7 separate regions of the Mus musculus genome follow, and all the other regions are linked to region 4. A link is a contact called in public HiChIP or PLAC-seq and promoter capture Hi-C data. All regions are on one chromosome and are shown on one strand. Each heading gives the region's core, a stretch centred on a gene start, on an enhancer-like site or on the middle of the called end of the contact. The rest is flanking DNA. Distances are from core to core; before and after follow the strand shown. Region 1 holds the start of Myo1f (myosin IF). Region 2 holds the start of Zfp101 (zinc finger protein 101). Region 3 holds the start of Ring1 (ring finger protein 1). Region 4 holds the start of Akap8 (A kinase (PRKA) anchor protein 8). Region 5 holds the start of Rab11b (RAB11B, member RAS oncogene family). Region 6 holds the start of Rps28 (ribosomal protein S28). Region 7 holds the start of Pfdn6 (prefoldin subunit 6).

The links. Promoter capture Hi-C pulls out the DNA fragments that hold promoters and counts their contacts. HiChIP or PLAC-seq counts read pairs in DNA pulled down with a chosen protein or histone mark. Capture Hi-C pulls out chosen DNA fragments and counts their contacts.
Region 1: an H3K4me3 HiChIP or PLAC-seq map of bone marrow-derived macrophages shows a contact between it and region 4, with 6 times the contacts expected there. The contact joins the promoter of Myo1f here to the promoter of Akap8 in region 4. A contact is called at or near these places in 2 of 39 promoter capture datasets (the 3T3-L1 cell line and hippocampal neurons) and 2 of 115 datasets of contacts at active chromatin or transcription factors (bone marrow-derived dendritic cells and bone marrow-derived macrophages).
Region 2: a promoter capture Hi-C map of hippocampal neurons shows a contact between it and region 4, with 5 times the contacts expected there. The contact joins the promoter of Zfp101 here to the promoter of Akap8 in region 4. A contact is called at or near these places in 2 of 39 promoter capture datasets (hippocampal neurons and liver).
Region 3: a contact with region 4 is called in an H3K4me3 HiChIP or PLAC-seq map of embryonic forebrain, with 4 times the contacts expected there. The contact joins the promoter of Ring1 here to the promoter of Akap8 in region 4. A contact is called at or near these places in 2 of 39 promoter capture datasets (hippocampal neurons and liver) and 4 of 115 datasets of contacts at active chromatin or transcription factors (astrocytes, embryonic forebrain, forebrain and 1 more).
Region 5: a contact with region 4 is called in an H3K27ac HiChIP or PLAC-seq map of embryonic stem cells, with 2.7 times the contacts expected there. The contact joins the promoter of Rab11b here to the promoter of Akap8 in region 4. A contact is called at or near these places in 2 of 39 promoter capture datasets (hippocampal neurons and second pharyngeal arch cranial neural crest) and 4 of 115 datasets of contacts at active chromatin or transcription factors (astrocytes, embryonic forebrain, embryonic stem cells and 1 more).
Region 6: a contact with region 4 is called in a promoter capture Hi-C map of hippocampal neurons, with 5 times the contacts expected there. The contact joins the promoter of Rps28 here to the promoter of Akap8 in region 4. A contact is called at or near these places in 7 of 39 promoter capture datasets (the C10 cell line, hematopoietic stem and progenitor cells, hippocampal neurons and 4 more), 1 of 484 Hi-C or Micro-C datasets (embryonic stem cells), 12 of 115 datasets of contacts at active chromatin or transcription factors (astrocytes, craniofacial prominence, embryonic forebrain and 7 more) and 2 of 9 other capture datasets (liver and pancreatic islet).
Region 7: a contact with region 4 is called in a promoter capture Hi-C map of liver, with 2.6 times the contacts expected there. The contact joins the promoter of Pfdn6 here to the promoter of Akap8 in region 4. A contact is called at or near these places in 2 of 39 promoter capture datasets (hippocampal neurons and liver), 1 of 484 Hi-C or Micro-C datasets (B cells), 4 of 115 datasets of contacts at active chromatin or transcription factors (astrocytes, embryonic forebrain, embryonic midbrain and 1 more) and 1 of 9 other capture datasets (liver).

What each region holds. Positions count from the first base shown.
Region 1 is chr17:33,554,337-33,557,036 of GRCm38.p6, forward strand. It overlaps Myo1f (myosin IF), which reads left to right and starts at 1,371. Exons shown (of 28, transcript NM_053214.2): 1 at 1,371-1,520. The coding sequence starts at 1,518.
Region 2 is chr17:33,393,317-33,396,133 of GRCm38.p6, forward strand. Zfp101 (zinc finger protein 101) reads right to left here and starts at 1,321. Exons shown (of 4, transcript NM_009542.2): 1 at 1,172-1,321. The coding sequence starts at 1,192.
Region 3 is chr17:34,023,079-34,025,959 of GRCm38.p6, forward strand. It overlaps Ring1 (ring finger protein 1), which reads right to left and starts at 1,602. Exons shown (of 7, transcript NM_009066.3): 1 at 1,432-1,602; 2 at 1,211-1,340; 3 at 215-375; 4 at 1-116. The coding sequence starts at 1,288. Mir219a-1 (microRNA 219a-1) reads right to left here and starts at 2,014; the gene lies at 1,905-2,014. Mir219c (microRNA 219c) reads left to right here and starts at 1,934; the gene lies at 1,934-1,993.
Region 4 is chr17:32,319,781-32,322,564 of GRCm38.p6, forward strand. It overlaps Akap8 (A kinase (PRKA) anchor protein 8), which reads right to left and starts at 1,458. Exons shown (of 14, transcript NM_019774.5): 1 at 1,305-1,458. The coding sequence starts at 1,323. It overlaps Akap8l (A kinase (PRKA) anchor protein 8-like), which reads right to left. Exons shown (of 14, transcript NM_017476.2): 13 at 2,116-2,211; 14 at 1,644-2,005. The coding sequence ends at 1,712.
Region 5 is chr17:33,759,090-33,761,789 of GRCm38.p6, forward strand. Rab11b (RAB11B, member RAS oncogene family) reads right to left here and starts at 1,397. Exons shown (of 5, transcript NM_008997.3): 1 at 1,134-1,397. The coding sequence starts at 1,173. Gm17251 (a long non-coding RNA gene) reads left to right here and starts at 769. Exons shown (of 2, transcript XR_003952408.1): 1 at 769-1,498; 2 at 2,453-2,700.
Region 6 is chr17:33,823,291-33,825,991 of GRCm38.p6, forward strand. Rps28 (ribosomal protein S28) reads right to left here and starts at 1,272. Exons shown (of 4, transcript NM_001355384.1): 1 at 1,144-1,272; 2 at 1,009-1,056; 3 at 1-40. The coding sequence starts at 1,182. It overlaps Ndufa7 (NADH:ubiquinone oxidoreductase subunit A7), which reads left to right and starts at 1,282. Exons shown (of 4, transcript NM_023202.4): 1 at 1,282-1,390; 2 at 2,311-2,360. The coding sequence starts at 1,340.
Region 7 is chr17:33,938,974-33,941,673 of GRCm38.p6, forward strand. Pfdn6 (prefoldin subunit 6) reads right to left here and starts at 1,370. Exons shown (of 4, transcript NM_010385.2): 1 at 1,051-1,370; 2 at 775-845; 3 at 566-690; 4 at 1-138. The coding sequence starts at 1,114. The coding sequence ends at 15. It overlaps Wdr46 (WD repeat domain 46), which reads left to right and starts at 1,750. Exons shown (of 15, transcript NM_020603.2): 1 at 1,750-1,833; 2 at 1,912-2,118; 3 at 2,219-2,299; 4 at 2,433-2,545; 5 at 2,660-2,700. The coding sequence starts at 1,765.

The DNA.
Region 1 (2,700 bases), core at 121-2,620, 1.2 Mb after region 4:
TGTTAGGCTCTCACCAGTCTGGTTTGGTCTTAGCCACCTCCCCAGTGGGTAACATGAGGAGGTGACAACTTCTAGGAACTGTCATTTCCTCCATGTCAACAGAAGACTCATTTGTGATCTGGTCTTCCAAAGACCAAGTACTGAGCTAACGTATGGTAGGCCCTACATGTGCTGGCTGCTGCTGATAGAGCCAAGTCAGGAAAACAGCAAGGCTGTAAGTGTGAAAACCCAGATTGGGCCAGGAATGGTGTGTACATCTTTGGGCCCCACAATCCAGAGGCAGGAGGATCTCTGAGTTTGAGACCAAATTTGCTACTTACAAACTCCAGACAAGTCAAAATTATACAGTGGAAACCCTATCTCAAAAACAAAAACCACAACAATATCCAGATTTGGGGTGGAGTGACAGTGGGAGGTGCTTGCTGGATAGAAGGCTCAACTGGATAGAAGATTACTTCCTGTAATTTCAGAGGACCACAGTTCAATTCCAAGCACCCATATCAGGTGGTTAACAGATGTAAACTCCCAGAGATCCAGTGCCTCCTGGGTTCCAAAGGTCTCGGTCTCTGTCTCTGTCTCTCTGTCTCTGTCTCTGTTTCTCTCTGTGTCTCTCTCTTTCTCTTTCTCTCTCTCTCTCTCTCTCTCTCTCTCTCTCTCTCTCTCTCTCTCTCTCTCTCAAGGCCAATAGCTCACTTTTCACAACAAGCATCAGGGCATGAGTTTGAATCCCCAGACCCCACATAAAGCCAGATAAAGGTAACAAATATCTGAGACATGGAGATAGGAGGTGGAGACAAGAGAATCCAGGAAGCTTGCAGACTAGCCTGATTTCCACAGTAGGAAAACAACAGTGATGCCTATTTCAAGGAGAAGGGTGAGAACTGGCACTCACCTAAGGTTGTCTTCTGACCTCCCTCCACACATTCATATGCACCCATATAGAAACGCACACAAAGAGAAATACAGACATTAAAGGGAAATAAGTCTTGTGGTGTCTTCTACTCCAGTTAAACTTCCCTTACTAACAGACCTGGCTTTGGAGGAACAGTCTACAGGGAGGACCATAAAGGGTTTCCATGGGAACTCTGAGCAGACACACATCTGAAATGGTACTTCCTTCCCCTGATTCTGAAGAGAACTAAGCGGCCAGTCCTGCAGTCAGCTGATTTGGGTGCTTTTTGCTGTAACTCTTTTCTTGAGGTAGATGATGGATAAAGGACTTTCTCTAGTCTGGCAGTGACTGCCCGCCAACTTTGACCTATCCCTTCAGGGTAAGCTCCAAACGGTTCCCTCAGCCCTGTCATTGCTGCTAGAGCTCAGAGCACTGTCCCCGCCCTCAGCTTCCCTCCCCTGTGGTCATGAGCCCTCCCGCAAAGGAAGTAAAAGAGGGGCTGTTACAAGAGGAACTAGGGCCAAGAGCCTGTGAAGGAGGAGAGCCATGCCAGAGCCACCCCCTAGAACCCTCTGAGCCTGCACCCCTGTCATTACCCACAGGAGCCTACATACCATCCCTCACCATGGTAAGTTGTTCAAGGTGGGATCTGGGAGTGGTAACCTGGTAGCACCCTCAAAACTTGGGGCAATGGTTATGAGAACCACAGAGCCTTCAGAGACAGAGTTCCATAGGACAGCACAGAGCACCCCATGTCCCTCACCAAGAATCAAGCTCCAATCTGCATCTGCCAGGCTGGGTATGAGGACCAATACTGCAACATAAATAGGAAAGAAAGTGTCCCTGAAGGAATTACACAGTCGTCAGGAAGAGAACATGTCCCTTTTCAGGGGCTTAGAGAACTAGGTTATCAACTCATCTCAGAACTAGTCTTCCCCTGCAGTTTGAAACAAGCTCTTCCCTCTCTTAGCCTCTGTTTCTAGAACTCTTATTTAGAAGTTGGTCTGGAGAAAGGAGTGTTTGAGGGGTGTAGGGCTTTTCTTGGGAACATTCATCAGAGGGATCTGTAGGTTTGGCCACTCTCATGGGGTGGGATAACAGTGCAAGTGATCCTAGGTGGTTTGACTATAACAATCACAGGGGCAGATGATAGCTCAGTGCGGGTGCTTGGCTAGTGTGCTCAAGATCCTGGGTATCATCTCTAGCACTGAAAATAAGTCATCATCATCCTCATTTAACTTCCAGGACCAGTTAATTTTACTAAGGAGGAGTTGGAGATGTGGGTGTGCGGCAGAAGATAGCAAAGGATGAAAAGGAGGGGGAAGAGAGAGCTAGGAGAAGAAAAGGAAAAATAGGAATGGAGATAAGGAATAGAAAGAAGAGGAGAGGGAGGGGATGGGGGTTTTCATAGGGGAAACCAAGAAAGGGGATAACATTTGAAATGTAAATAAAGAAAATACCTAATGAAAGAAAGAAAGGAAGGAAGGAAGGAAGGAAGGAAGGAAGGAAGGAAGGAAGGAAGGAAGGAAGAAAAAAAGAGGAGGAGATGGAGGACTAGGTGGAGAAAGGATAGAGGAAAGGTATACAAAGGAGAGACCGTTCTCCCTACTACCCAAGGATGGCAGTGGAGACGCTGCAGACAGAGATGTCACTACAAGTTCAAGTTGAAGTCTGTTGATGATGAGAAGGCTGGAGAATGATCAGCACCATGCATGGGTCTAGACTTAGCAGCATCATGGCACATACAATAAAAGCCAGTAGTGATTACACAAATCACCCCATGGCTCCACAAACCCACAGTTCACTTC
Region 2 (2,817 bases), core at 71-2,570, 1.1 Mb after region 4:
CAGGGATCTATGAAACCCGGTTTTAAAATAAAAGTAAAAGTAAAAATAAATGAAGCCGAAGAAATGAGTCAACAGGCAAAAGCAGTCGTCAAGCATGCGTTGTGACCTGTGTTTGATCCCTGAACCCAGGGAATGGACAGGAGAACCAACTCCAACCCCACAAGGGAGTCCTTTGACCTGCACAGTATATACTATGGCACGGGAGCCCAAAGATTGGCTCACCACACATGAACAACACTAATAAAATTTGAAATGTTTTGTGCACTCAAACCAACTCTCAAAAAAATACCTCATCCAGAAGATAGAAGACACGTATGTTTTTCTCCCAGATGGCCCCTGTCCACACTTTCCCTAGTCGCAAATTACACTGTCTAGAAAAACGATTTACATAAGGGCAAAGGAAACAACCGAAGATGTTAATATTTTTCTAGAGGACTGTAATCTTGGTAAATACTAATTAAGGAGCCCACCTTGTAGGGCATGATGGTGCTCGCATCTAAACTGCAGTTCTCAGGAAGCAGAAGCAGGCAGATCTCTTGAGTTCAAGGTAGGCCTGGTCTACGTAATGAGTTCCAAGAAAGGAAAGAAGACAAACAAACACACATTACAGGCAGAGGCAGGAGAATCTCTGAGTTCGAAGCCAGCCTGGTCTACCAAGTGAGTTCCAGGGTAGCCAGGGCTACTGAGAAACCCTGTCTGAAAAACAAAGAAATCAACCAATCAAAAACTCACCAGCACCACTGCCACCAAAAGCACATTACATATTCCTTCTCTTTGGAGAAGCAGCCTAGAGCAAAACTAATACAAAATCAAGGAGACCTCAGAAAACAATAAAGCAGGCCAAACGCAAGTGCAAGGTCAGACCAGCAGTAACGCTCAACACCCACGTCCTTTCACTACACTGACCAGACCGCATCACCAACCCGTGAGCGCTGCAAAGTCTGCAGGGTGCAGGACCACCGAGCTCATTCCCCATGATAGCCAAGGGACTGGGATAAAGCAGTTTTACAGCGACAGGGCAGGAGGAGCCTCCGACTCCTGGCTCCGCCGGTGCCAAGCTCCACCTCGAACTGCAGCACAGCGCCAGAGGAACGTCGGGTCGGCGGTGCCAAGCTGCGCCAGGCTACGTCAAAGCCGCGGCCCACGACTCCGGGAGCAACCGTGTACTCACCATTTCCAGCTTCGGACGCATGCGGGGGTCCTTCGGAAGAGCCTGCCGACAAAATAGGTGGCACTGACTGAAACCAGCTGTCACAACACCTCACAAAAGCTACACGGGATTCAAAAATGGAGCCAGGGGCAGAAACTTCAGAACATCCGTGTTCCTCATTTGACAGTTCCAGCAAGGAAGTAACAGCGGCTCTGATTGGCGAAAGATGCTGGACCCGCCTTCTTATTCGTGAGTAGCAGGATCAACAACCTCTCCCATACTTGACGCAAATGGGGAAAAAAAAAAAAAAAAAAAAGATAGAGCAACACCCAATCTTAACCCAGACGTTCCGTTTGGAGTAAATATGTGGGATCCTTGCATTTAAGCACGACGCCTTCTGGGATTTTAGTGCACGCACTCGCTTTGTCGTGTACTCAGTGGGCTTCTACTGTTTCACATAAAATAGCGCTACAGATTGGCTCTGGACATCCCAGACTCAGTGTAGGGAAAGGAAAACCCATGACCCCAAACAGAGAAGGTTACCCGGTCAGGAGAGGACAGTGCCAATAATGAGTGCCAACTTAAGAATCTGAGATGAGGCAAATGGACTTTTGCACCTATATTTTTTGAAAGTTAAGATTTAAAATGTTGATTGAGCCCCAGGTTTGAAAGAAACCTGTACAAATATGTTAAAGCTTTGTCTGAAGAAATAATATTTTAAAACACGTTTGATAAAGACATATGCTTTTGCAAATGTCTCTTCTTACAGGCTTTACTTGGACTACTTCTGGGTATTGAACATTATTACTATAAACCAAGCCAAGAGCAGAAAGCAACATATATGAATTAATAATGTAAATAGAAAAAAACTTGTAAGCAAAGAAGAGGCTTTCGCTCCGGTACTGGTTGGCCTTTTGTCGACTTGATGTTAGTGGGGGTCATCTGAGAGAAGGGAACTCAACTTAGAAATGCCTCCATTAGATTGGCTATAGGCAAGACTGTAGAATATTTTTGGATTAAAGAATGATGTGTGTGTGTGGGGGGGGGGGGGTTTCCAATCTACTGTATTAATGCATACTTAGGTAGATAGGCCTAGGCTGTATAAAAAGGGAGAGTGAACATGCAGTATTTCCCCATGACCTCTACTTCAGTTCCCACCTCCAAATTTCTTCTTGAGTCCTGTGATGATTATTTTTCTGGTTGTCAACTTGACTCTGTTAGTCATGAAATCAAATCTGGGAATGGAGGACATACCTGTGAGAACTTTTTGCTTGCTTTGGAGTCGGTGATTCTGCTTCAGGTCTGGACCTTTGAGGTAGGGAGTCCCAGGCCTTTGAACCAAACCTTGAATCAGCTCTAATCTAGGCTACAGGCTTTGCTAGAGCTGGACGAGGAAGCTTCTGCTCCTGCCTGCTTGCCCTAGCCTTGCTAGCATGTCCATTCCTTCACTGGCATCAGAACCTTACTTTTTAGGGATTCCAGCATAAGCTGAAGACCAGCTGAGACATTTAGCCTCGTGGTCTGAGAAACTACAGGATTCTTGGGCTTTCCATCCACAGCCAACCATTGTTGGATTAGCTAGACCGCAGCCTGTGAGTCTTTCCAGTAAACCCCTTTTCTATACATATAGAAAGATTCATTCTGTAAGCTTTGTTACTCTCAAGAAC
Region 3 (2,881 bases), core at 352-2,851, 1.7 Mb after region 4:
CCTCGTATTCCTCCCGGCTAGGGTAGATTTTGGAGATCAGGGCGTCGAAGTTGGGGTCCGGCCGTAGGGACCGCTTGGATACCAGCTTTTTCCGGCAGGTAGGGCACTCCTTGTTCCTGGGTGTGGGAGGAAGGGAGCTCTGTAGGGCCAACTCCCATCATGGATGCCCAGGCTGACCCGCCTGGCCCCATGGCAAACATGTCCCTCCTGTTACCCGCTCCGCAGGGCGGTGACGATGCAGTCCGAGCAGAACCTATGCAGGCACTCCTTGGTGGTCATTGTGTTCTTCAGCATGTCCAGGCAGATGGGACACATGAGCTCAGAATGCAGTGACCGAGGCGAAACCGCAATCTCTGTACCATCCATGATGGCTTCCTGGGTCATCAGAAGGTGGCAGTGGGTTGGGGGAAGGGGACTTTAGAGGCAAGCTTTGAGAAAGGTAAGAACCTGGACAGCCATGCTGACCAAACTGATGGGAATTCTGGGATGGAGGAGACCAATGACTTGGAGATTACCAGAACAGAAGGGATGAGGGCCCATTTACAAGGAGTTTTGAAACAGAAAGGCCAGGGTTTGTTGAGAGGACTAGGGCTGGGAATGGCACAGATCTATGGGTTGGAGGATATTTATGCTACAAGACTTCTTCATTTTTTGTTTGCTGTTTTCAAGACAGGGTCTCCATATGCATGTATTCCTGGCAGGCCTCTAAGCAGGCTGACCTCAAACTTAAGAGATCCACCTGTCCTGGCTTCAGGAGTGCTGGGGTTAAAGGCCTTCGCCATCACATCCGGCCTCAACAGGCTTTCTTAAAACTCTAAAGAGCAAGACTACCTAGACTAGAAGTTCAGGGTGTCTGTCAAACAGATTCCGATGTCGTCCCAGCGCACGTGAGTCAGAAAACTGGAGAGGGAATTATATTTAAGCTCGCAGGATGAATATATATATGTGTACATTGACATGTGGCTGTTGAGATGGGACAGGGCCGGGACGGTAAGTTCTGTTTACCGTGCTTCAATTAAAACGGTGATATCTGCTGTACCTCGCTGCCATGGCCACTTTGAGGGGTTAAATCGGATCAAATGAGGTAGGTGTTTTAGTGCTTTGAGAAGATAAAAGGTGATTCAAAGACAGAGTCGGGCCAAGAGTAGTGTGGCAGGGAGGGAGAGGGCTGGTGGGAGGGGGTAAGCTGGGGCTGGAAGATCCCTGTCACCTGCGGGGTCCGGTGCAGCTCATAGAGACTCAGTTCCCACGTTTTGCTGGCATTCTGTGCATTCGCCGGCGTCGTCATGGTGACGGGGCACAGACCCTCCCCCTCCAAGCGGGGCTCCGCTGAGAGAGGTCTGCGGAAGGGGGTGGGGGGAGACGCTGTCGGGGCCGCCCCTCTGCAGACCCCGCCCCCTGACCCTGGGCGTGCGCCCCGCGGCCCCTCACCCAGCTCCGGCCTTCGCGCTGCCCTGCTGCGGGCCTCTCCCCAGGAACCCCGGGGCTCCGCTGCCCTGGTCCGCTCGGTCCGCAGCTGCCACTCACGCCGCAACCCTTGCTGCCACCGCCACCGCCGCCATGGCCTGGGCGCCGAGGCTCGACGTCACTTCCGCCCTCCCTGTATCCCACCCCGCGACGGAGACGTCACCGCCCTCGCGCGCCACGCGCGCCGTGGAACCGGGTTCCCCCTCCCCCGCCGGGCGCGCGGTGAGCCGGCCCGGTGGGTGCTGGTGCATGTGGAGAGCCCGAGGGCGGAGGATCCCCTCCGTGGCGCTGATCCCCAACTTCTCTCAAGCCGGGCCTGAGAACCCCGGAAAGCCGGCCGCAGCTGCACCTCTGCTGCTGGGTGCGCGCCCTGAGATCCTAGGGCTGCGGCGGGGTCCCGGGTGTCCGGGGACCGTCCCGCGCTCCGCCCGGCCTCTCCCCCTCGAGGTTTGGGGGCGGCGGCTCGGGACGTCCAGACGCAACTCTCGGCCGGAGCCAGAGACTCGAGAATTGCGTTTGGACAATCAGGAGCCGCGGCCCGGGACGGGGAGAGAAGCGCATCGGAGGCACCGGGGATAGAGACGCCGCGCGGAAGCGGGGACACCAGATGGGGCGGGCCCCTGGGGGGAGTCGGGGAGCACACGAGTGAATGTCTGGCGTGGGAAAGTAGGCAAAGCCACTCCGGGACTCGGAGTGAAGGAAGCGGACGAGAAGGAGAGAGAAGGAGAAGGAGCAGGGCCATACCGGTTGAGAGCCGGTTCAGAGTCGGGAATAAGGGGCACAGAGGAAGAGACCGTGATGGGTATTCGTCCCCCCCGCCAGCCTGTGCAGCGGCTGCCAGGGGGTGTCCTATCTCTGGGACAAGTTAGCAGTGGGTCCCCTCGCCCCCCAACCCAGTTACCCCCTACTTCCCTGTTCTCTCCTTCAGTCCGTGGCCAGTCCTTATGTGGGCACCAGAGTCGATTAGCAAGGACCCCCTCCCCTTCCTCCTCCTCCCAGCCCCCTCCTTCTGCTCTCCTCCAGCCCCTTTCATCGGCTAGTCCATTCCCCTAATCCTGGCCCCCTCCCCTAATCCCCCCCATCCGACCCCAGGCCGGCTGCAGCTATTGTAAGGTGGAGAGAAGGGAGGGGAAAAGAGAAAGGAGGGGTGGGGGAGGGCCACCTGTTCCAAGACCCCCTTCCAAGGCCAGACTGGACACCAGGATGGGGCCAAGAACAAATCACCCTTGGGGTCCATAAGGAACTCGGGGAATGGGGGTGGGTGACTGGTGCTGCAGAACCAATGAGAGGGGGTGGGGGCAGAATCCCCTCCCTCTGAAAAGACCCAGAGTGTCACGCATACACAGTGACATACACTCTTTCCTCTCACACCCGGCGGCGGGGGTTGCCCTGGGAGACCAGGCAGTGAAAGGGA
Region 4 (2,784 bases), core at 208-2,707:
TCTGTAGCCCTAGCTGTCCTGGAACTCACTTTGTAGACCAGGCTGGCCTCAAACTCAGAAATCTGCCTGCTTCTGCCTCCCAAGTGCTTGGATTAAAGGCATTCGCCACCACGCCCGGCTAAAAAAATTCTTAGTTAAAAAAACAAAAAAACCAGGAAGGCTGCAAATACCCTAACTGTATCTGTAAAATTATTGGCTGGTAGAAAGTGGGAGTCACCATGAAGTTCCCTAGACCAAAGAAGTATAGCAGGGTTGTGACAGGTATCTATCTGGTGGAAAGGCTAAGAATGGAAGACATAGATCTAGGATCCCAAAGGCAAAGAGCACTAGGCTGATACCCAAGCACACGTGTTCATCACACCTCAGGCCTCTCTGGCAAGTCCAATTCTAGGGATCTTGTTACTCTGCTGCCTCTCAAGATCCCTTCCTTAGCCGCCAGAAGCCACTAACCACTCCCTGTGCCCACTTCCAACCCCATTCCACATGTTCCAACTATCTCCTGCGGGTAAATCTCCGTACAGAGTCAAGGCCTCCCAGGAGATTAAAAGCAGATAGCTCGAGAACCGACGCCTAATTACGAAAAGTTGCTGACATTTAGGTTAGGAAAGGCAACGTTCCCGCTTCCGCAGACCCCCGTAATGTTACAGTCCAGAATCCCAGCCCCTCAGGCAGCACACCTCCCACGAGCACCTCACGCCGCGTACACTGCAGAGACCCAGCCAGGTTTTCCCAAAAAGCTGCACCGGGTGTAGCCGCAGTGCACAGCTGGGCCGATCGCGCGCTGCCCGTAAGCCTTCAGAAAAGCGAGCCCGGGGACACGAGCTCTCAAGGACGACCTGCGGAGGATGAGCTGAGACTCTCTCCTCGCTACGGCCGCCGCAACCCAGCCGGACCTCAACCCCCTCCACCCCCCGCTTCCTCAGCGTTCGCTTTAGCCCCGCCCCTGGAGCCGCCATTTTGTGGCGTCTTCGGAAGAGAAGGCGGGACTGAGACCGCTCGGGTCCTGGGGTCCCGCAGCGATGAGAGCCACTCGGCTTGCACAGTGAAAGCGGTCCAGAACGCATCCAGAAACCGGCCACAGCGTCGGCCTTCGCGCCTCATCCGCACCCCCCGCCCCGAGTCCTACCGGCCAATCCACGCGCGGCGCTTCGGGAACGATTGCGCAGAGGCCCAATAAGGGAAGCGCGCGCGTCCGGGACAACTCCACACAGAACCGGGCTGCGGCAAGTGCGTTCCGGCTGCAGGCTAAGCCCGAATACCACATGCGCCAGGGTCTCCCGTGGTGAAGAAGAGCCCACACTAACCTCCGTAGCCTTGCTCCATGTCTGCGACGCGACCCGCCAGCAGATCCTTGTCTTAGATTCGCTCAGAACGCATGCGTTCAACGTGCTGTCTGCTACTGGAAGACGAAGAGCGTACGTCTCTTTCTGGGCGCTACCATTGGTTGCTCAAATGGGCCCGCCCCCGCCGATCCGCCCAGCCTTCCGGGTTGCAAATCTACAGCATCTCGGGAGTTGTGCCTCAAGGGTAAGCTAGTGCGCAAGAGCGTCCAGGTCCGCGCACGCGTGAGCGGTTCTAGCGCGTTTACCCGCGCGCAGGCGCACTTCTAGGGGCCCGCCCTCACCACAGCACAAACGAAGACCTCAGATGGGAAAGCACTTTATTAGGCTGGACTTCCAGCCTCGGCCACGGGAGCCCTGCCGGGTAAGGGTTATGGACCCCCACCGCCCTCCTCGTCGTCTTCCATGTCGAGGCCCGGGATCCCGCGGATCTGACACTGCAGCGCTCCGCCCAGCAAGGGTACAGGGCTCTCCTCCTCTTCTGGTGGTGGCGGAGGTGGCGGTGTTGTAGTCCCTGGGGCGGGCTCCAGGGGCACGGGGGGCTGTGCCGGCACGCCCTCTGTGAGCTCTGTCGCTTCGCTTGGTGCCCCTTCATCCAGAGCGCCAGCCTCCACCTCGTCTTGTTCCTTTTCCTCCTCTGGGTTGTCAGTGAAAGGATTCTCGCCCTGTAGAGATGGATAGAGACTTTAATGGGAGGTAGGAATCACTGGGATAGAATGGGGACCAGGCTCACACAAAGGTCAGGACTAGGACAGTGCTTTCGCCTTTGCCTCACCTTCAGATATCGCTCCAGCTTCTTGCTAATGAGCTTGTTGTTGAGAATACTGCGGGCCACCATAAGCGAGGACTTCTTGGACTGCTCCATCATAAGCTATGGGCAGGGCAGACAGGGCTGGTGAGGCTGCTCTAGGAATCCAACAAACCCAGCTGAGGTTCAGATTCACCAATAACTAGTCCTAGTGTCTGTAAGTGACCTTGGGCGTAATTCCAGTCAGTCTGGACAGGCATGCAAGGAACTAGGATTCGATCTGATCACCCACACCTTATTTGCTGTTTGAAACCTGATCTGCTTACATAGAAACTATAGTAAGTACTGGACTTAGTGGCACAGGCCATGTAACTCCAGGACATTAAAGTGGAAGGCCTACCTGGACTACAGAGTTTAACGGTTTACATGGTTTGACTATGTCTCAGAAAATAAAAGACGGCTGGGAGCTAGAGAGATGGCTCAGCGTAAAGGACTTGTTAGTATTTCAAAGACTCAGGTTCATTTTCTGCCACCTACAAGGTGGCTGACAACAATCTCTAATCTAGTTCCCAGGAATATGAAGCCCTCTTCTGGTTACCACAGGCACCAGGCATGTGAATAGTGAGCATATGTGCAGGCAAAACATACAAGAAAATAAAAAATAAAAAAATAAAACGTAAAAAGGGGGAGGGGGCC
Region 5 (2,700 bases), core at 147-2,646, 1.4 Mb after region 4:
GATGTTCTTTACTGGCTTGCTTTCCCCTGGCTTGCTCAGCCTGCTCTCTGATAAAACCCAAGGCTGCCAGCCCAGAGATGGTCCTACTTACAAGGGGCCTTTCCTCCTTGATCACTAATTGAGAAAATGTCTTACGGTTGGATCTTATGGAGGCATTTCCTCAACTGAAGCTCCTTTCTCTGTGGTAACTCCAGCTGTGTCAAGTTGACACAAAACTAGCCAGTACATCCTCCTACCTCCAACTCTGAGTACTGGGATTGCAGGTGTGCACCACTACTGGCCTGTTTCCTGGATAATATGGGCTGTATAAACTAATAAGGAGGAGTAAAAGGGACCATTATTAAAAAGTTTCAGAATAGTACAGGTACTGCATTTAACGTTGTCCATGTGTGGTTTTTCTTTTTTTCCTTTGAGAAAGGGTTCCAGTAATCCAGCCTGGCCTCTGCACTTTTGATCTTCCTACCTCTGCCTCCCAAGTGTTGCGACTACAGGCCTGCACCATCACCAAGGCGGTGTTAGTGATAAAATCCAGGGCTTTGAGCATGCTGCTGCTAGGAATGCTACCAACTGAATCACTTCTCCATGAATATCAAGAGTTTGAACTAGTCGACAGACAGGCCCCAATCTACCCAATTCCAAAGCACCATAATATAGGGTTCCTGCACATGATCCAGGCTCCACTCCAAGGTAGGCCCCGGGTGTGTCAGTCAGTCCTAGAAGGCTCACACCAATCAGGCTTTGTGGGCACGCCCACAACCTTCTCCTTCGCCTTAACACCAGCTACAATCCTGCTTTCAACGCAGTCCGCCCGCCAAACCCAGGAAAGCCCCGCCCCTCGGGACGCCCCGCCCCAACGGCCTCTCCTACCACCTCGGGCCCCACCCCCCCAAGGCCCCGGCCCCGCCCCGGCGCATCCGGGGTCCGTAGGCCTCGCCGAGCCTCCCTTTCCTCACCACTGCGTACTAGGGCCCGAAGCCTAGCGAACTCCACTTGCCCCGGCTTCCTCCGACTCCCAGCCCGGATAGGCCCCGTTGAAGTCCGGGCCTCCACCCTGAGCTCTCTGTTCCTGTAGCACGGCTTCGGCCCTCCAGTCGCTACCGCCACCTCGCCTGTCTGTACCCCACAAGGCGCACCTTTGAATAGGTAATCGTACTCGTCGTCCCGGGTCCCCATTGTCCTGGCGCTTCCGGCGGGATCGGCGACTCCGCAGCCCCACCACAAACACCCGTCGGGGGCGGAACCGGCGCCGCGTAGAGCGGCGGTCTAAAGGCCAGTCAACGGTGAAAGCGGTAGTGACAGGCACCTGGACAAGCCAATCAGGCTGAGAAACCGAGCTCGGGGGGTAGGAGCCTCCTGGGATCCACCCTTCTAGCCCTCGGTCTCCCGGAGAAAGGCGGAAGGAATGCGGACCTTTTTGAAATGACAGATTCAGCAGCCTATCAAAAGCAGATGGGGGAAGGCGGGACGGAACACTTGAACAATGAAGTGGATTGACAGAGTGCGTAACCAATGAGAGACTGAACTCAGACTGGGCCTTCCAGCGAACCTGTAGGGGAAGGGAAATTGAGCTACCTCTAGGTGACGTTACGGACTTTAACGTCCTGATGACATCATAGATCAGTGGGTCTCCTCCGACCTCTTATTCTAGCCCCATAAATGACCATTTCCGGGCGTATGTTCGTTGATTGGGGGTGCCTTCTCTGGGTTGCAGTTCCCCAGTTCTTTGTTTAAATACAAAGCTTATGTCAGTACCTCCAAAACAAATGGGGATCCTAGGCTTTTTTATTTGTTCCTCTTCTCAAAAAGTTCTCTTGTTTTCTGCTTTCACCATTACTCATATTTTTTCTTTTCTTTTTTTAAGACAGGTTTTTCACTATGAAACCCTAGCTAGACTGGAATTGGTGATATGGATCAGACTATACCTGTCTGATTTTCTTTTTTCTTTATTGTTTTTTTTTTTTTTTTTTTTTTTTTTTTTTGTGACAGGGTCGCACCATGTAGCCCTGGCCATCTGGAACTTGCCCTGTATAGACCAGGCTGGCCTTGAACACAGAGAGCTGCCTGTCTCTGCCTCCCAAGTGCTGGGATTAGAGGCATTGGCCACCACCACCCAGCTTGATTTTGTTTGTTTGCTTGTTTGTTTGTTTGTTTGTTTGTTTGTTGAGACGAGGCCTCAAGTTACCCTGACTAGCTTCATATTGAAGAGGGAGTAGAGATAGAGAAAGGGAGAGAGAGTGGCAAGGAGGGGGGTGGAGAGAGAAGAGGAGAGGCCGGCCAGGGAGAAGGGGCAGAGTGTAGGATAAGAGAGGAGGGGGGCAAACAGCCCCTTTTCTAGTGAGTTAGTCATACCTAGCTATTGCCAGGTAACTGGGAGCCTAGAAGGAATGATAACAATACATATTTACTTTGAACTAACTTCTTTTTTTCTTGTTCTGTTTTATTTGGAGCACAGGGTCTCCCTGCCTAGAACCTGATATTTAACACTGAGAGATCCACCTGGCTCTGCGCCGCTAAACACGCCACCTCGTGCTAGCCAACTTTGAACTTATGATTCTCTTGTACACTGGTAACTTGGAAGTTACCTCTCGGGGGCTGGAGAGATGGCTCAGTGGTTAAGAGACTGACTGCTCTTCCAGAGGTCCTGAGTTCAATTCCAAGCACATGGTGGCTCACAACCATCTGTAATGGGATCTGATGCCC
Region 6 (2,701 bases), core at 22-2,521, 1.5 Mb after region 4:
TGATAGAGCGGCTGGTGTCATCCATGAATTCCACTCGCACCTACAAGCCCAATACAAGAGTTAAATGCTGCTACTTACTAGTGGGGTGGAAAGGTAATATGGACCAGAGCCTGGGACAGGGGCTGGTCAGGTCAGATGGTTCAGCAGTTACAAGCATTTGTTACTCTTAAGGTCTCATTTGCCAGACCAAAGGCATTGAATCACTCACATGATAGGGTCTCTGTAGCCTGATCTGACCTTGAAATCCTGTGATCCTTCTGGAATTACAACACCCTCCCCACTTACAATTTTATCTGGGTGCCTCCAACTTACTTCAGGCTGGCCCTGATCTACGGGTCCCCCTACCTTAGTTTCTTAATTAGCTGTGATGGGAGACCTGGGTATAAGCCAGGGGAACGAACGGTCAGGGCATCTTTAGCCTAGGCTTGTCTGTCTCCTGGAGTAGGTGAGATGCCCTACCGTTCTTGTTCTATGTGGTGGACCGAGGCAAGCACACTATCAACAGTGGCCCAGGTTTTTTCGGTACTGGATCATTTTGTAGCCTAAGCTTGACTGGAACTCCAAGTGAACTTCCTTAGACATCTTTAATTACTAGCTTTGAGTTCAGTACTCAAGTTTTTTCGGGTTCTTTGTATGGTAAGCAAGTCTACTACTGACACACAGGTCCCGCCAACTCCACCTCTTTAAAAACCAAATCTTTTAGCTGGGCAGTGGTAGCCCGCGCCTTTAATCTCAGCACTTGGGAAGCAGAGGCAGGCGGATTTCTCAGTTCGAGGACAGCCAGGGTTACACAGAGAAACCCTGTCTAGAACACCCCCCCCCCCCCAACAAAAAACCACCAAAGCTTTCAAAGGCAGTCTTACTACGGTATCCGCGTTTCTTACAAAGTCATATCCTCCCTGAACCTAGCTACTAGAATTAAACGTCACCAAATCCAGTTATAATCCTGGTACTCGGGAGGACTCCGCTCCGACCCCAGGAAGTGGTCCGAATGTTCCCATCACTCACCTGCGTGCACTGTCCCTGCGAACCGGTCCTGCCCAGCACTTTGGTTACCTACAGGAAATAAGGGAAAGTTAGGCTCGACATGTTCAGCTTTCTTCTCTCTTTATTCAGGTTTCTAAACACCCGCAGTCGCCTCACCCTAGCCAGCTTGATGGGCTGCACGCGACTCGTGTCCATGATGGCGGCGATCTGGCGGAGAGGAGTCACGTGAGCAGGGGATGCCTTTTATAGTCGGCTCTGACCACGCCTCACTTTCGCTCTCGCGAGACCGCACGCGGTACCCAGGAATCCTCGGGACAGAGTCGTCACCAGCGTCCTTCGGAGCGGAAGGAATATGGCGTCCGCTACTCGCGTTATCCAAAAGCTGCGGAACTGGGCGTCTGGGGTGCGTGTGCTGTTCCGATCCGGGCCGGGAAGGATTTGGGTTCTGTACGCCCTTGAATCCTATCCCCCTTAACATCTCCTTAGTTCAGTGGATAATCCAGGATCCCTGAATTTGTGACTCCAGTAGTCAGACTCAAGGTCCTAAATGTTTTTGGCCGGGTTACTGGGATTTCCTTGGCCTTAGATTGCCTGGCTTTAGCTCCCCCCCGCCCCGCCCCTCTTCCTATCCCTTTCTCTCTTCGCCTCATTTGTCTCCCACGTGAGACCAGGTGTTTCCTCATCCCCCGTATCAGCTTGGAATCTTTGTTTGTTTGTTTGTTTTTGTTTTTGTTTTTCTTTTTCGAGACAGGGTTTCTCTGTGTAGCCCTGGCTGTCCTGGAACTCACTTTGTAGACCAGGCTGGCCTTGAACTCATAAATCCGCCTGCCTCTGCCTCCCGACTAGGATTAAAGGCATGCGCCACCACGCCCGGCTATCAGCTTGGAATCTTGTGCCCCTGTTTTTGGAAGGCTGAGGACCAGTTTTTAGATTTTGGAAGAAAACAAAGAGGTCAGGGAAGCTGTAGATCTCTGCAGCTCCTGGGAGGTTGGAGATGGATAAGAGGAGAGATAATTTAGGGTCCAAGAAAGGAGGTATATCTAGCACTGGAGCTTAGTAAGCAACTGTTTGGGTGAGAATTCCCATAATGTTAGGGTAAGCACGTTTAGTATATTGACCCATATACAGAGGAGATTTTCTTTAAAAGGAAGGCTTTTTAGGTTAGATCTTGGAAAGGCTGGAAACTTAGCCTTAAAGTTTTGTAAGCCATGCCCTTGCCTTTCTTCATATGCATGACTTGTAAACTTACCCTAACTGGCTACTTCTGTTCGCTAACCCTATCCTGGGGTTCCCTAGTTTCTGACTTCTTCTCTCCTCCCACAGCAAGACCTGCAGGCGAAGCTACAGCTGCGCTACCAGGAGATCGCCAAGCGGTGAGCAGGCCGTGCTTGCTGCCTTCATCCTGACATTCTTCCACCAAACCCAAGGCTGGCCATAGTGGTACAGTCTTTAATCCCAGCACTCGGGAAACAGGCAGGCTGAGTTCTGAGTTCAAGGCCTGCCTGATCTACATGATGGGTTCCAGGTTAACCCCTGTCTAATAAACAAACGTGAAAAAACAACCCTAAATTTGCTGTTCTCTTGAACTTTCCTTGGAGAATTGAGCAGAGATCTTTCTTGTCAGGCTGTGAAAGCAAAAATTTAACTTTTAACTTCATTGGGTTGTCTTGGAATAGTTAGGAGATAGGTTGTATTATTTGTTGGTCTCTTGGGT
Region 7 (2,700 bases), core at 120-2,619, 1.6 Mb after region 4:
CCCCTCCCACGGGGTCAGGCTTTCCCAGGAGCCTTTGCAGCTTGGGCCCGCTGAAACTCCTGCTGCAGTTGAGCAAGGGTTTCCCTCTGTTGCTCTGACTGCCGCTCGAGGTCCCGAAGCTGTGATTCGTAGCGCTTGCTGAGGAGGGCAAAGGGAGGCAAACGGAGAGGAGATATCAGCCAGGGCTCAATGATATGGTGGAAGACTGGAGGTTTGTGGGACAGAAAGCGGGGATGGCACTAAGGGGAAGAGAGGGCTGCTGTCCTCCAAGGCTGGCACCTGAATTCAAGCTACAGAACCCCACAGTAGGGAGGCAAACATTCCCGCAGGTTGTCCTTTGACAAGTGCCCTCACCAGATGTCACACAGCAAGAAAGGCCAGGAGTGGTGCCACATGCCTTTAATCCCATCCTTTAGGAGGCGGCAGCAGGCGCATCTGTGTCAGGTCAGCCCCGTCTACAGAGCGAGTTCCAGGGCAGCCAGGACTTTACAGAAATGGGTAAGTGGAGAACTATCCAGCACGGGTTTAACACTTGTGCACTGAAAACGCCATCCGCAGGACTTACATTTCTGCTGTGATGTAGTCTAGCCTCTTCCCTACTGTGGCCCGAGCCTCCCCCAGCTCCTGTTTGACAAGCACGGGTCCCAGAAGCTTAAAGACCACGTTGGATCCATCCAGCAGGGCCAGCTCCTGAGAAGGGGATGAGGCAGTGAATGAGATGATCGTGCCCAGGAGAGTCCCTCCTCGCCCCCCACCCCCGCGTCCCATCCTCACCTCCTTCACGATATTGTTTTCCGTTAGCTGTGCTTCGAGCTTCTGCCTCCCTGACATAGATTTACTCAAGTCTGGGGTGGAGAGAGGAAATGCACGATTAAAAACATCAAATGGGCCCAGAACCGCGCAATTCTGGGGAGACTGGGTGTGAGGAAGAAAGCGACGATACCGAGGCGAGGGGTAACAAGATGCACCCCCGCAGCCCCCAATGGGGCGCGACGCTTCATCATAGATGAGAGCGGACAGGAGCGAGACCACACCAACTCCCTCTCTTACCCTTCTGCAGCTGTTGATATTTCTCTACCTCTCCCTGCAGCTTCTTTTGGATCAGTTCAGCCATGGTGAAGGAGAAAGCCTCCTGGGCGGGGGTCGCTGGGTCTCAAGCTCTGGGAGGCACCTGAATCCCCCCTCCCTGACCCTGCAGAAGGACAGCACTTTCTACCCGCAACTCTCCGAGGCGCCGCAGCCTCTTTTCGTCCAGAATAGCCACTCCCTAGGCAAAGGAGAGCGAAAGAAGAGATCCCCGAACCCTCCAAGCCAAACGCTAACCTCTTCACGCTCTACCCGCTGTAATCAATAAACCCGGAAGTAAACAAGGCATGACGGGAGAGAAAAAGACGGCGCCGGAAGTTACATTCCGATACATGCTGGAACATGTAGTTCTGACTTGTGTGAGGCTCGTTCGACCTAAAAGACTCGGCTCGAGAGGTTTTGGGCAAGACAGAAAAGTTAATATGGAAAAATCTAAGCTCATAGTTAACAAGATTCGGGGCTCATACATGCTTTTTAAATCTTTATTTGGTTATAAGCTGCTCCTCGGGCGATCCTCCCGGGCTCACAGAGGCATGCCCTCACTTAACATGGCGCCGGAGGCTTCAGACGCCGGTACGGCGCTGATTGGATGAAGGGGGGGACTTCCGGAAGTTTTCCTAGACCGCCGAGCTACTACTCAAGGGAGTTTCGCACGTGGATCGTTGTTCGGTCTTGGAGATGGAGACAGCCCCCAAGCCGGGTAGGGGTGTCCCACCCAAGAGAGACAAGCCTCAGGCCAAGAGGAAGGTAGCTTTGGTGGGAGGTGTCCGCGTCCCGGGCCCAGGCTCGGGCAGCGTGTGCGAAGGCTTTTCCTCTGCCCCTTAGAAACCGCGGCGCTACTGGGAGGAGGAGACCACCCCGGCCGCCGTCGCCACCTCCCCGGGGCCGCCTCGGAAGAAGGCGAGGACTGGGGAGTCGCGACCCCCGAGGTCCAAGAGCGCGCACATCGCCCAGAAGTCCCGGTTCTCCAAGAAGCCCCCGATCTCAAAGACCGCTCCAGACTGGAAGAAGCCTCAGAGGACGCTGTCGGGGGTGAGCCTGGGGTTGACAGGGTGGCGGTGCAGGTCGTCCCCGGAGATCGAGAGGAACCGGATCCATCAGAATCTGCCTCCTGCCTCCTTGTCCTCGCCAGGCTCAGGACCCGTTCCCAGGACCCGTCCCCGCCCCCCTGGAGGAGGCCCGGAAGTTTTGTCGAATTGACAAGTCCAAAACGGTGAGGACCGGCGGGCTGTCAGAGGGATTGGAGGCCGAGGGTTTGGATGAGGTGGTGGCGGCTTCCCCAGTGGTTTTCCTGGGACCCCCACATATGCTCTTCGGTTCTTGCAACCCTGTCAACAATGCCGTAGCTCCCACATTCGAAGCCTAAAACTCAAAGCAAACTCGAGAAGGCTGAAGCGCAAGAGGAAGAGGCAAGCGTCAGAGCCGCCCGCGCTGAGCTGCTGCTTGCAGAGGAACCTGGGTGAGTGGACCCCGACCTGGGCTTTCCCCGCTGTCCTGTCTCTCTGCGTTTTTATGTTTGTATGCCCGCTGCATGGTGGGGACCGTCACCGTCGTCATCCTAACTGCCTTTTAGGTTTCTGGTAGGAGAAGATGGGGAAGACACGGCAAAAATCC